2 separate regions of the Pan troglodytes genome follow, and region 2 is linked to region 1. A link is a contact called in public Hi-C data. All regions are on one chromosome and are shown on one strand. The core of a region is the stretch at or near the end of the contact, and the rest is flanking DNA. Distances in the headings are between cores, read along the strand shown.

Region 1 (6,649 bases), core at 1,197-3,696:
GTGATCCAGATAGGCTGAGAGAAGATGACGTGGCCCCAGAAGAAGGGAGTTTCTGAGGTGGTAGCCAGTACCTGTGTGCTCTGCAGAGGGGGCTCACGGTCCTCCCCGCACCCCACTCCAATGTCACTTCCCAGCCCTCCCCAGGACACTGTCACCAGGCTGAGGTGGAGCTGACTCAGTTGATGGGTGGCGGAACTCACATCAAAGAGTTTATGCTCTGACCTCTGATGTCCATGCTCAGATGCTCACTTAACAGCTCTGTGCCTTTGGGCAAAATAACCTCTCCGAGCCTCAATTTTCTCAGCTGAAACATGGGATACAGTCCCATCATCCCTAATCCAAACTCCTAGGCTCCAGATGTGTTTGGGAATTGAAAATTTTTCAGCTTTTAGAAAGACGATGCAGGCCTTATACCATATATTGTGCTAATACCCCCAGTGGGGTCTGGGGCTGCCGGCTGTACTCAAATGAGATTTCAGTAGCAAAGCAAATGAATATTCATTCTCACTAGGATAAACATAGCTTATAAATAGCCTCAGGTCAGGTTTAGCAGCCAAAATGAGTTATAAAAATAATTTGAGTTTTCAAAGCTTTGGGAGGCTGACCTCGAAGATAAGGGAGTCTAACCAGTGATACCAGCCCCTCCTGAAAGGGCAGTGGAGGCTGCAACAGGAAAGACACTTGGCGCTTACCCGGCCACAGAGGACATGGGAATCGGGCTGAACACGGAGGGAGGAGAGAGCATTCCAGCTCCCTGCAGTGGGGGCAGGGGCTGAGAACCGGGGCTGGGTCCAGACTCCAGATTCTGATTCCTGGAGATCTAAGGGCTTCTGCACCTCGGCAAGTCATGAGCAGGGCGGAGAGGCCATGCCACCGGGCGCAGCTGCCCAGCAGCACGAAGAAACTTAGTCCTCCTCCCCAGAGGGTTAAACTTTGCCTGTGCAGTGATGAACGTCACAGCTTCTATCTTCCAGAACCCACCCGAGGACTGCAGGCAGCTTCAGGGGTCCACTGAATACCTGAAGTTGACCAGAAGACCCAAGATCAGGAGCCCCTGCCCTAGAGGGTGACCAATTCAGTCCTTGGTGTGTCACCTCCCCAACAGTTCCGGTCTAGGATGGAAAACCATTACAGGGGATTATAATTGCAACCTAGAACCAAAGCTCAGCAAGCGACTTCCTGCCTCTCCCGCCCCACGGGGCACCCCTCAGTCTATCCTTCTGGCTATCTAGGGGTACAGGTCCTGTTTTTTTTCTTCTTCTTTTTTTCATTCTTTCTTTTTATTAAGAGATAAGGTCTCACTCTGTAGCCCAGGCTGTAGCACAGTGGCACTATCATATTTCATGCAGCCTCAACCTCTCAGTCTTAAGTGATCCTCCTGCCTCAGCCTCTTGAGTAGCTGGGACCATAGGTGTGCACCACCACGCCCAGCTTTTTTTTTTTTTTTGAGACGGAGTTAGCTCTGTTGCCCAGGCTGGAGAACGGTGGTGTGACCTCGGCTCACGGCAACCTCCACCTCCCGGGTTCAAGCGATTCTCTTGCCCCAGCCTCCTGAGTAGCTGGAACTACAGGCACCTACCACCACGCCCGGCCAATTTTTCTATTTTTAGTAGAGACGGGTTTTCACCATGTTGGCCAGGCTGGTCTCGAACTCCTGACCTCAGGTGATCCACCCACCTCGGCCTCCCAAAGTGCTGGGATTACAGACGTCAGCCACCGCGCCCGGCCTATTTTTATTTTTTGTAAAGATGGGATCTCACTACGTTGCCCAGGCTGATCTTGAACTCCTGGGCTCAAGCGACCCTCCCATCTCGGCCTCCCAAAGTGCTGGGATTTCAGGAGTGAGCCACCGCACCCAGCCTAATTCCTATTTCTGAGCCCCCCATCCAACACCATATCTGGGTCCTGCAGCCCAACCTGGGCGCACAGCAGCTCAGGCCTCAGCCTCAGACCCCCAGTGGAGTGGGGACACGGGGTGCGGTGGCGGTGCCCCCAGCCCGCGCTTACCTAGGCGGAGGGTGATGTTGACCGAGGTGGGGTACTGCACGCCGAAGGCCATGGACGGGCTCTGCCACCAGGTGCTCTCGTCCTGGCTGTGGAAGTCGGTGAGGTAGGAGGCGTTGTGGTGGCGCTGGGGGTCGGCGGCGTCGCAGCGCTGGCACTGAGCCCCCGCGCCCGCGGCGCCCACGTGGGGACAGAAGTCCTCGGGCGGGCTGCCGCACGTGTGCGAGGCCTGGGCGAGCCGCCCAAACGCCGCGTTCTCGAACACCGGCAGGCAGCGCTGCGGGCGCCCTGCGCCGTCATAGCACGCGCCCATGCCCGCGCCGGCCGCCCGCGGTGCCAGTAGCGCCAGCCCCAGCAGAAGCGCAGCCGCCGCCATGGTCAAGGGCACCGACGCCGCGCGCTCTGCCGGCCCCGCTCGGCTCGGGTGGGCGCGGACCGCGCGCTGGCCGCCAGGACCCGCCTTCCCCGGCGGGGCGGGGAGGCTGGAGGGAGGGGCGGGCGGCGGCGGCCCCACCCCACTAAAAATACCAGGGACCGCGCCGTCCCCGGGCGCCCACTCCCACCTGCTGGACGTTCCCGGCAGTGCGCGGCTCGGGAGTCCGCCCCAGAGGCGACCCGGGCCTCTTTGAGCCTCAGTTTCCTCGTCTGTGGAGTGGGGTCGGTAAAGATGCAGGCTCATTCTCGCCATTGGGAGGCTTCAATGGCTGCTCATTAAACAGAAACTGTTCAGCAGTGCCTTGGAGTCCTGAGATAAAAGGGGACACGAGGATCTAACTCTACCTGATCGCTACCGTTTGCGCATCTCCTCCTAGCAATAAAGTGTGCCCTGGACAGGGTTGTGACATGGCTCCGCACAGCTCCTGTCGCCCTTAACCCTGAAAAGCACTCCTGCTGCCGGCTGCACTCTGTCCCCACAGCAAAGAGATTCTAACCTGACATTTGTGACAAGGGTACCTGGTCTTATCACAAATGTCACCTCAGAGAGGGCTTCCTTGTCTTCTGCCCCAACCCCCATAAATGCCCCCTTTACTTCCCATTTATTAACATTAGCAAATCGAGGGAGAGAAGTCATTCGATAAAATTTAGCAGCCAGGTCGTGCGCAGTGGCTCACGCCTGTAATCCTAGCACTTTGGGAGGTGGAGGCGGGAGGATAACTTGAGGCCAGGAGTTCGAGACCAACCTGGGCAAAATAGTGAGACCCTATCTCTACAAAAAAAATACAAAAATTAGCCCGGCGTCATGGCACAAGCCTGTAGTCCCAGCTACCTGGGAGGCTGAGGTGGAAGGATCCCTTGAGCCCGGGAGGTTAGGCTGCAGTGGGCTGTGATCATGCCATTGCACTCCAGCCTGGCCAACAGAGTCAGACCCTATCTCGAAAAAAAAAAAAAAAAAAAGGCAGCCATTCCCAGACGAACTCTAAGGAAAATAGAAATAAATTTCCTGGCCTGGCGCGGTGGCTCACGCCTATAATCCCAGTATTTTGGGAAGTTGAGGAAGGCAGATCACCTGAGGTCAGGAGTTCGAGACCAGCCTGGCCAACATAGTGAAACCCCGTCTCTACTAAAAACACAAAAATTAGCTGGGTGTGGCGGTGCGTGCCTGTAATCCCAGCTACTCAGGAGGCTGAGGCAGGAGAATTGTTTGAACCCGGGGGGCAGAAGTTGCAGTGAGCTGAGATCATGCCGTTGCACTCCAGCCTGGGCAACAAGAGAGAAACTCCATCAAAAAAAAAAAAAAAAAAAAGAAAAGAAAAGAAAAGAAAGAAAGAAAATTTTTGGAAGCAAGATGAACTGTAGTGGGCTGATTCACTACCAGTTATTTACACATGATTAAAACAATACGGTTCTGGAAAGGACTACAGAATAGACCCATGGAATAAGTTAGAGATTTCGGAACTATATCTAAGTAGAGTTAGGATATGATATCACCACTGGTACCTAAGGTTATTTTGGAAGTTCTAGCTAATACAATAAGACAAAAAACCTAAAAGATAAAAATATTTATATCTTCTACTTACCTGAACATACATCTAGAAAATCTAAAAGATTCTACTAAGACTATTAAAATTAATAAGAGCTCCGTAAGATGGCTGACTACAGGATAGAGTACGAAAACCAATGCCAGCAATAGGCATTTTCTGGCTGGGTGCGGTGGCTCACGCCTGTAATCCCAGCACTTTGGGAGGCTGAGGCAGGCAGATCACCTGAGGTCATGAGTTCGAGACCAGCCTGGGCAATATGGTGAAACCCCGTCTCTACTAAAAATACAAAAATTAGCCAGGCATTGTGGCACACCTGTAATCCCAGCTACTTGGAAGGCTGAGGCACAAGAATCGCTTGAATCCAGGAAGCAGAGGTTGCAGTGAGCCGAGGTCACGCAAATGCACTCCAGCCTATGCAATAGAGCAAGACCCTGTTTTTAAAAAAACAAAACAAAAACAAAACAAAACAAAACAAAACAAACAAAAAACTGATGCCAGCAATAATGTAGGAAATGGTAGAACACCTAATAATAAATCTGGTATGAAATGTGCAAGATATAAATGAACCAAATTATAAAATGCTACTGAGAGAGAGAAAACCTGAAGAGACCAGCATCTATATTCACGGATTTCCAACTGTTTAAATATACAAATTCTCCCCAAGTTAAAATATCAATTTAATGTAATTCCAAATTGTTTTTTTGATGGTGTTATGGAAGCTTCTTTGTTAAAGTTTTCTCTTATGGTCAAGAACATGATTGCAGCAGACTCTTGATGGTCCACGCAGCTACCCTGAGCTGGGCTGTGCACCCATCCAAAGCAAATTCATCTATCAGGCACAGGAAACATGGCAGCCCACAGGAATTCTAGGAACCCACAAAAACTGTTCTAATATCTTTAAACTCAGAAGAAAAAAAAGAACCTTTAGGCTGAAGAACATGTTTTAACGTATGATATTAATATACCCATCTTTAGATCAATGCAATGGTTAAATATAATTTTTAAAAATGTTAGTGCCAGGCACGGTGGCTCATACCTGTAATCCCAGCACATTGGGAGGCTAAGGCGGGTAGATCACTGGAGCTCAGGAGTTTGAGGCCAGGCTGGGCAACATGGTGAGACCTCGTCTCTACTAAGAATACAAAAAATTACCCGGGCGTGGTGGCACACACCTGTGGTCCCAGCTGCTTGGGAGGCTGAGGTGGGAGAATTGCTTGAGCCCGGGGGCGAAGGTTGCAGTGAGCCAAGATCACGCCACTGCACTCCAGCCTGGGTGACAGAGGGAGGCCCTGTCTCAAAAAAAAAAAAAAAAAAAAAAAAAAAAAAAAAAAATATATATATATATATATATATATATAATTGTGGTAAAATACATATAACATATTTATAAAATGTACGATCTTAACCACTTTTAAGTTACAATTAAATAATATTAAGCACATTCACATTGTTGTGCAACCATCACCACCATCCGTCTCCAGACCTTTTTTTTTTTTTTTTTTTGAGGTGGAGCCTTGCTCTGTCACCTATGCTAGAGTGCAGTGGCGCCATCTTGGCTCACTGCAACCTCTGCCTCCCAGGTTCAGGCAATTCTCCTGCCTCAGCCTCCCTAGTAGCTGGGATTACAGGCACCTGCCACCATGCCCAGCTAATTTTTTTATTTTAGAGACTGGGTTTCACTATGTTGGCCAGGCTGGTCTCGAACTCCTGACCTCAAGTGATCCTCCTGCCTCAGCCTCCCAAAGTGCTGAGATTACAGACATGGGCCACTGCACACGGCCTCCAGAACTTTTTATCTTGCAAAACTGAAACTCTGTCCCCTTAAACAATAACTCTATAAACTTCTCCCCTCGGTAAAATAGAATTTTTAATATTTTTTAATAAATAAAGGAGCCCGCTAAGGCAAAACTGCCCAGGGTCCAGGAAAGTCATAAAGTGTCCATGATAATGTTAGAAATGCTTGTTCCTCGGTGCCATAAAGAAATACCACTTGAACATAAATTTAATTTCTTCAGCAAGGCTATTTTTACTTTGTGCAGAAAGGGTACACTCGCCAGCAGTTTTGCCACTAGAGTACACTGAACAAAGGAGACAGGGTCATTTATAACCTGACACGTCTACTTTACTGCTGTGTCCAGTTTCCATTGGCTGGAACGGGACTTCACATTCTGTATTTGTCCTGATTGGCTAGCAACTTAGAACTTTTTAAAAGAGGCAAAGGTGGAGGAGAACAAAGGAAGGAGGAAGAAATTTGTGGAGTGCTGAGAAAGGTAAAAACACCTTCAAACAAGGAAGAGGAACAGGCTATGACCTAATGCCTGCTTGGACCAGTATAAGCATGCCAGGGTGAATATTTAGGCTAAATTGTGGGAGCTAAGAACATAAAGTACATTGATTTCTTTATTACGGATAGCAGATATTTAAGAATGTTAGCACAGGTCTTTGAATAAATTTTGCTTCTGAGAGAAGTTACCATTTAGTCTTAATTAGATGGGGAGAGAGTCTCTTTGAAGAGGAACCTCTACTTTACTTTTTACAGTAACACCCGGCTGGTATCACTACAGCTAGGTGAAGCATTGGTAGTTCGCAGCATGCAGTAACAGTACAAGCAATAAGACTTTCACCTACAGTGAACTTGACCAAGGTACAGGTGGAAGGAGACG
Region 2 (6,649 bases), core at 1,590-4,089, 240 kb after region 1:
GATCCATTACACTCTCAAAAGATAACCACTATCGACAGACCTTTCTCAACATATTTACAGACCCAATTTTTCTCTGTAGTATAAATGGGATTATATTACCCTTGCTTTTCCATTGAACACATTGAACACATCAATCCACATAAAACTACCTCTAGCTCTTTAACAGCCACAGAGTGTTGTACAGAATGACAGCCACCATTATGTAGCTGTTCCCAATGAACAAATATTTAAGTTACTTCCAATTGTCTCTAGTTAGGTTTCTCATAGAGGTTTTAATTTAATTCTCACAAAGACCCTATAGAGTGGGCCTATTATAGACAGGTCCTCCAAGGCTTGCAAGGATGCACTAATTCGTTCCTTCAACAAAGACTATTCTGTGCCAGGAACACGACAGCAGACAGGGTCAGACAGAGCCTTGGCCATCAGGTAACTTACTACCGTTCTTCTTCACTGGCTCTAACAAGCAACATCCCCCAGACCAGTGCAAAGCCAGGCTGATGCAAGGGCTCTGGGGAGGCCTTTCAGCCTAGCTGGGGGCAGGGTGTTCATCAGTGGAAACTTCCTGTTTCTGCTCCTTGGTGCTGCCTCACTTCCACCGCCATCAGACTGAGGATACACAGCTAGTCGTCACTGGCTCTGTCCTGGGGGGACTTTGCTCTTGCCAGTGACAGTCTTCCATACGCTCTGAGTTGCTGCTAAATGCCCGTGCACACCAAGCCTCCCAAGTTACAGACCTAGCAGAGCATGAATTATTTTACAAATTCACAAATGTAGCAACCAAGTAAATCCTGCTGCCAGTCTTTCCATCAAGAAGGAAACAGAAAAAGCGGAGGCTGCAAGCTCTAATGCTTACAGGGTTCAGGAAGTTGTACACATAGGAGTGTATGGGGGTTGGGGGGAAGGGGGCTCTCCCATCTGGGTGATGCTGTTCAAGAGAGCAGCAGCTACTCAGCTCCAGCAGATAGCTACCATGTGAAAATGCAGGGTTTTGGAAGTAAAATATATTGTTTTTTAAAAATTACGATGGAAATCTTAAAATTTCCTAATTTTTAAATCCATAGGTTCCACTTCATTTTTTTTCCTCGCAATTTCCATGTTAATTAAACCAAGTCATTTGTTGTGCAGAATTCCCACCAGTCTAAATCTTGATGATTGAATTTAACATGTCATTTTCTTCTGCATGAAACTTTATTTTCTCAAATGCAGGTGGCCATTTCTGTTTAAAAGAGATGTCCTATTTGTGAATGTGTGTGTACGTGTGTGTGAGTGTGCACACACATGCACACGTGCACTTTACTTCAGAGAGCTTGCCTGTGGCTGCTCTGAGGAATCAAATGTGTTCCCTTTTCATAAAACCTGCAGCTCCTCCAGAACTAAAACTCGGTATTCAAATATGAGGTCAGGCCGGGCGCAGTGGCTCCTGCCTGTAATCCCAGCACTTTGGAGGGCCCAGGCGGGTGGATCACCTGAGGTCAGGAGTTCGAGACCAGCCTGGCTAACATGATGAAACCCCATCTCTACTAAAAATACAAAAATTAGCCAGACGTGGTGGCAGGCACCTGTAATTCCAGCTACTCAGGAGGCTGAGGCACAAGAATCGCTTGAACCCAGGAGGCGGAGGTTATAGTGAGCAGAGATTGTGTCACTGCACTCCAGCCTGGACAACAGAGTGAGACTCCGTCTCAGAAAACAAGAAGTCAGACTCTCCAATGTAACATGGCATTCTGAGGCCATGTGAGTCTTTAGAAGAATGGGATCGCTAAGGGACTCCTGGAATTCCAAACAGATCTATCAATAATTGAATGAGGTAGTTTCAGATGGCATGAGCTGCAAAGAAATGAAAAGGGGAAGAGGACAAAGAGCTGATGCTGGTGTGGGTACTGTGGCCTGGGCCATCAGGGAAGGTCTTTCCGAAAAGATGCCACGTGAGCTGGGGCCTGCATGGGTCTGAAAGAGCCAGGCACCAGAAGCTGAGTGAAGGGCAGGGCCCAGGGAACCCTAAGAGGAAAAAGAACTGGCAGTAAACAAAGGGAGTGACAGGAGGGAAATTCGAGAGGGAAACCAGGCCCAGACCACGCAGGCTGTGGTGAGAAGCTGAACATTACTCTAACTGAGATGGGTACCCATCGAGGGACAGGAAACTGGGTAGTGAAAAGATCTGATGTAAGTTTCTAAGGGAGGGTCTCTCTGCTAGCAGAAGGAGGACAGACCCAGATGGCAACAGGAGGCTGGGAAGTCTTTGAGATCAGAGCCGGGGCAAGGCAGGGTGGGGCCGGGGTGGTAGCCCTGACAGCAGAGCAGTGGGTGGTGTGAGATTTATTCTAGGCACTTGTTACTGTATCGGACAAGAAAGAGAGGGCAGAGGAGGAGGCAAGGATGAAAGCTAGAGGGTGGCAAGGCCCTGGGGGGAGATGATGCTGGGGTCACAGGCTGTGGCCTTGTCCCCAAGTCCTAAGGCATCAAAAACAGACAAGGCCAGGTTTGGTGGGAACTCACCAACTCAAAAGAAAAGGCCCCTGCAAGTGCCTACACTTCCTCATCTTCCTAACCACGGGGCACACTCATTTGTATCCCAATGAGACACATCCAGTACCTGCACCCTCCAGCTCCCTGTCAGAAGCCACCAGTGGTGGGGCCGCCCTTCACTGCATGTTTACCACTCTTTCCTCAGGGCCCTACGCAGAAGTCTGTCTGCGGTCATGGATCTCTTCCTGGGCCTACAGTAAGGCATCTGTCCTGACAGTAAGGCATCTGTCCTGCCCAGCAAGACCCGCCTTCCAGGCACCAGTCATCCGCATGCCCCTGAGCAGGCTGGCGGGGGCACTGGGGGCCGAGGCTGCTTGGTATGTGTCTGTGAGTGCCATGGCCGCATTCTTGAGAGCGCACCAACGCATGCCACAGCCCGGGGCCCTCACAGTCACAAGCTCCTGAGCAGCAGTTTCTCTGCAAGCCTGGGAAACAGGTCGTGGGCGATGACCTGCACCCACTTCATCTCCATCTGCCAAATACAGTCTGATGAATTCACCCAATTCTTCCCTTTATCTTTTCGTTCCTCAGGGAAGCACTCAAATATGAGACCAACACCCTGTCCTTGTGACAGTTTCTTTACCAAATTCTGCTGACAAACTGTTTTTCCACCAAGCCACCACAGACAAGTGATTAGTTTGGTCATTGCCAGGATTAAGAAAACCTGCCTATTATGCCCCATTAGATTCACAGTAACTTTCCAAAATTTCAATATGTGTTCAAGCATTAAATCTGTGGCATAAAGAAGAAAGCAGTAAAGGGAACTGGGGGGCCTAAAGAACAGAAGAGAAACACAAAGGCTGTCAGGTCTACTTGTGCCTCTACGTTACCAAATGACTTTCATTTCCTTCCTTATAAGAGAAATGAATACTGATCCGTCACTGTTAACACTCAGGTACACTGACGTACCCAGTAGACCTTCCAGAAGGGCAACTGGCAATATGTATCAAAAACCTTTAAAAGTTTCTATTCTTTTGATGTAGAAATTCCACTTCTAGGAATTTATCGTAAGGCCATAAGAATGTACAAAAATGGATCATGAAGGTTCTGGGAGAAAAACTACAAACAATAGAAGCATTTGAGGCTTAGGGAAATGAATCATGGCCTATCCAACACCACATGGATTTCCATGTAGACAGGATTTCCATCCTGCTAGCTACACGTTTTGAAGTGGGGAGCAGCACCCAGGTGGCCCCCGGGTTGCTGGCTGTAGCACTGTCATAACCAAACCAAAGCCTCCCCTTGTACCTCTGAAAAAACCCCTTGAGAAGCTGATGAAGGATATGGACCTCCTCGCCCAAAAATAGCAAACCCAAAAACCAATAACCAAACATGAGACTGCACAAATGTTTGCATGTAACTTCAGGAAGCCTTAAAAGTCCAGAGGAAAGCAAATCATTCATATTTAACAACAAAAAAATCATCTTGACAAAATGATGAATTCTGAAAATGATCAACTCTGGCCAAAAAGAAAAGGGTGGAGGAACTTGTCTTTGGTTAATCAGCACACTACAAATTCTACTTGTATCCCTTGTATCCTCTTTTTTTTTTTTTTTTGAGACAGTCTTGCTCTGTCACCCAGACTGGAGTACAGTGGCACAATCTTGGCTCACTGCAACCTCCACCTCCCAGGTTCAAGTGATTCTCCCACCTCAGCCTCCCAATTAGCTGGGACTACAGGCATGCGCCACCACGCCCAGCTAATTTTTGTATTTTTAGTAGAGACAGGGTTTCACCATGTTAGCCAGGCTGATCTCGAACTCCTGACCTCGTGATCCACCCGCCCTGGCCTCCCAAAGTGCTGGGATTACAGGCATGAGCCACTGTGCCTGGCCTTTTACTTGCCTCTTCTTAAGTGACATTATTCATCCAAGCCCAAGGTGTCAGGGACCCAAAACACAACATATCTGACCTTACGCATAACAAGCAAAAGAAAACACAGTGCCACCACGAAAAAGAAATCTGCACAGGTGTCCAGGTTTATCGAATGCATACATCAGAAGGAGAATCTGATGCTGCTAAATAAGCTAAACATATTGTTACAAGAAGAAGCACAAAGCACAGTCCCCCTAATGGAAGGGGGAACTTTGAACATGGGAAAGAGTCAGCAATACAGTTCAGTCCCAACCAACAGGACCAGAGCTAGTTCCCTCCAGCAATAATGAAATAAAACTTGAAAAGCTCTGGACAGATGCCTCCTACACACAAACCTCACTTCACAGAAGAAACGCACTCCAGAAAACTCGGCTCCTATTTTCTCCCCTGGTTTCTGGGGTAAGCTCAGCTATATTCCTAGAGAAGAAAGATCTCCCTCAAGGACACAGTGATGTGTGTGTCCTGGCCTCTCTGACCCTGGCCCGCCTTGCTGTCTCCTCCAGGCCATGCGCTACTGCAGGCAGTGCCTTCCCACTCAGGACCTTCCTACAAACCTCCCCTCAGCCTGGAACACCCTCACCTCCCAAACGCCCACTCAGCGGCCCAGTCTCTGCCTAAGTGTCTCCTCTGGGAAGCCTCTTCTGCCCGGTCCCTGCCCCCATTATGTTAGGTTCATGTTCCCCTTGTGCTGGCAGGGGGTGGTAGCGGTACACGTGCCATTATGATGCTCATTTTACAGGCAGCGAGTGGCAAGCCTCCAAAATGCCCCCACTGATTCCCGGCGCATTTGGTGAGTGAGTGCCCTCCCTCACTGAATAGGGTAGACTGGGGAACCAACAGGATACTGCAGAACAGCAGGGTAGCATCTGTGATTATAAAGACATGTCACTTCTGCCTTGTGATCTCTTGGATTACTTGCTCTGGGGAAACCTGCTGACATGTTGTGAGGACATGCAAGAAGCATGTGGAGAGGTCCGTGTGGCAAGGAACTGTGGCCTCCTGTCAACTGCCAGCACTGCTCGCCAGCCCTGTGAGTGAGCCATCTTGGAGGCAGGCCTGCCAGCCCCAGTTAAGCCTTCAGATGACTCTGCAGTCCCAGCTGAAATCTTGTCTACAATCTCATGAGAGACCACAAGCTAGAACCACTCAGCTAAGCCACTTCTGAATTCCTGATCTAACAGACCTCAAGGGCAAGAACCATGACTGTCCTTTTTAATATTATAGCCCAACCTAACACCAATATAATATACCTGGCATATTGTAGGCATTGTGTTAAGAGAATGAACAAATGGAATAAATTAAATGAAAAAAAATCAGAAAAATGTTGAGTGGATGGTAGAGTGACATGCTCTATTCTTTACTTTGCTAAATTTAAATTTTTTTTCCACAATTAACATGTATTATGGGGTCACTTCACTTGGATTCAATTTGAACTAGAACCTGAAATGAAAAAAAAAAAGCAATTATCCAAATGTCCCAGGGCAGGGGAACCAGAAAGAAGTGCAAAGGTCCTGAGGCTGAAACAAATGTCATACTGAAGAAACAGAAAGATGGGCCAACGATACATGAAGCGATGCTGGGACCTAGGCCAGATCTTGGTTATATGCTTGGCTTTTTTTGAGACGTGGAAGGAGAAGCTATTAGGTTTTAAGCAGAGGAGCAACATGATCTCATTTGCATTCCTGAAAGATTATTCAGGTTTCCTTTTCTTTTTTTTTTTTTGAGATGGAGTCTCGCTCTGTCACCAGGCTGGAGTGCAGTGGCGCCATCTTGGCTCACTGAAAGCTGCACCTCCCGGGTTCATGCCACTCTCCTGCCTCAGCCTCCCGAGTAGCTGGGACTACAGGCATCCGCTACCACACCCGGCCAATTTTTTGTATTTTTAGTAGAGAAGGGGTTTCACCGTGTTAGCCAGGATGGTCTCGATCTCCTGACTTTGTGATCTGCCTGCCTCAGCCTCCCAAAGTGCTGGGATTACAGGTGTGAGCCACCACGCCCAGCCAGATTATTCAGGTTTTCATATGAAAAATAAGTTGCAGAGGAGGAAGACTGAAAGCAGGAGTATCAGTAAGGAGGCTATTGCACAAGCCCACAGGAAGTGATGGACTCGATCAGACACCCCTGTAAAGTGTTCAGCAAAACCCTGCACATTCAACACACCCAACAACTGTTAATTTCTTTGTAAATGCTCAGTTTGAAAGTCACTATAAACAAGTTTCCCAAAAGTGCACACACATGCACACCACAC

Evidence for each region. A called contact is a pair of places that touch in the nucleus more often than the background predicts.
Region 2: a Hi-C map of stem cell-derived neural progenitor cells shows a contact between it and region 1, with 4 times the contacts expected there. The contact joins the enhancer-like site here to the promoter of LAMC3 in region 1. A contact is called at or near these places in 1 of 7 Hi-C or Micro-C datasets (stem cell-derived neural progenitor cells) and 1 of 1 other capture datasets (stem cell-derived neural stem cells).

Annotation. Positions count from the first base shown.
Region 1 is chr11:7,441,939-7,448,587 of NHGRI_mPanTro3-v2.0_pri, forward strand. LAMC3 (laminin subunit gamma 3) reads right to left here and starts at 2,447. Exons shown (of 28, transcript XM_016961884.4): 1 at 2,008-2,447. The coding sequence starts at 2,380.
Region 2 is chr11:7,686,327-7,692,975 of NHGRI_mPanTro3-v2.0_pri, forward strand. All of the region lies in intron 1 of ABL1 (ABL proto-oncogene 1, non-receptor tyrosine kinase), which reads right to left. Among named protein-coding and RNA genes, the nearest start is that of ABL1, 51 kb to the right of the region's middle. Within about 2 kb of position 2,840, at least 7 of the 24 cell types and tissues checked have an H3K27ac peak or open chromatin away from gene starts, as enhancers often do. A contact at or near this core is called in stem cell-derived neural progenitor cells and stem cell-derived neural stem cells, where this site is marked.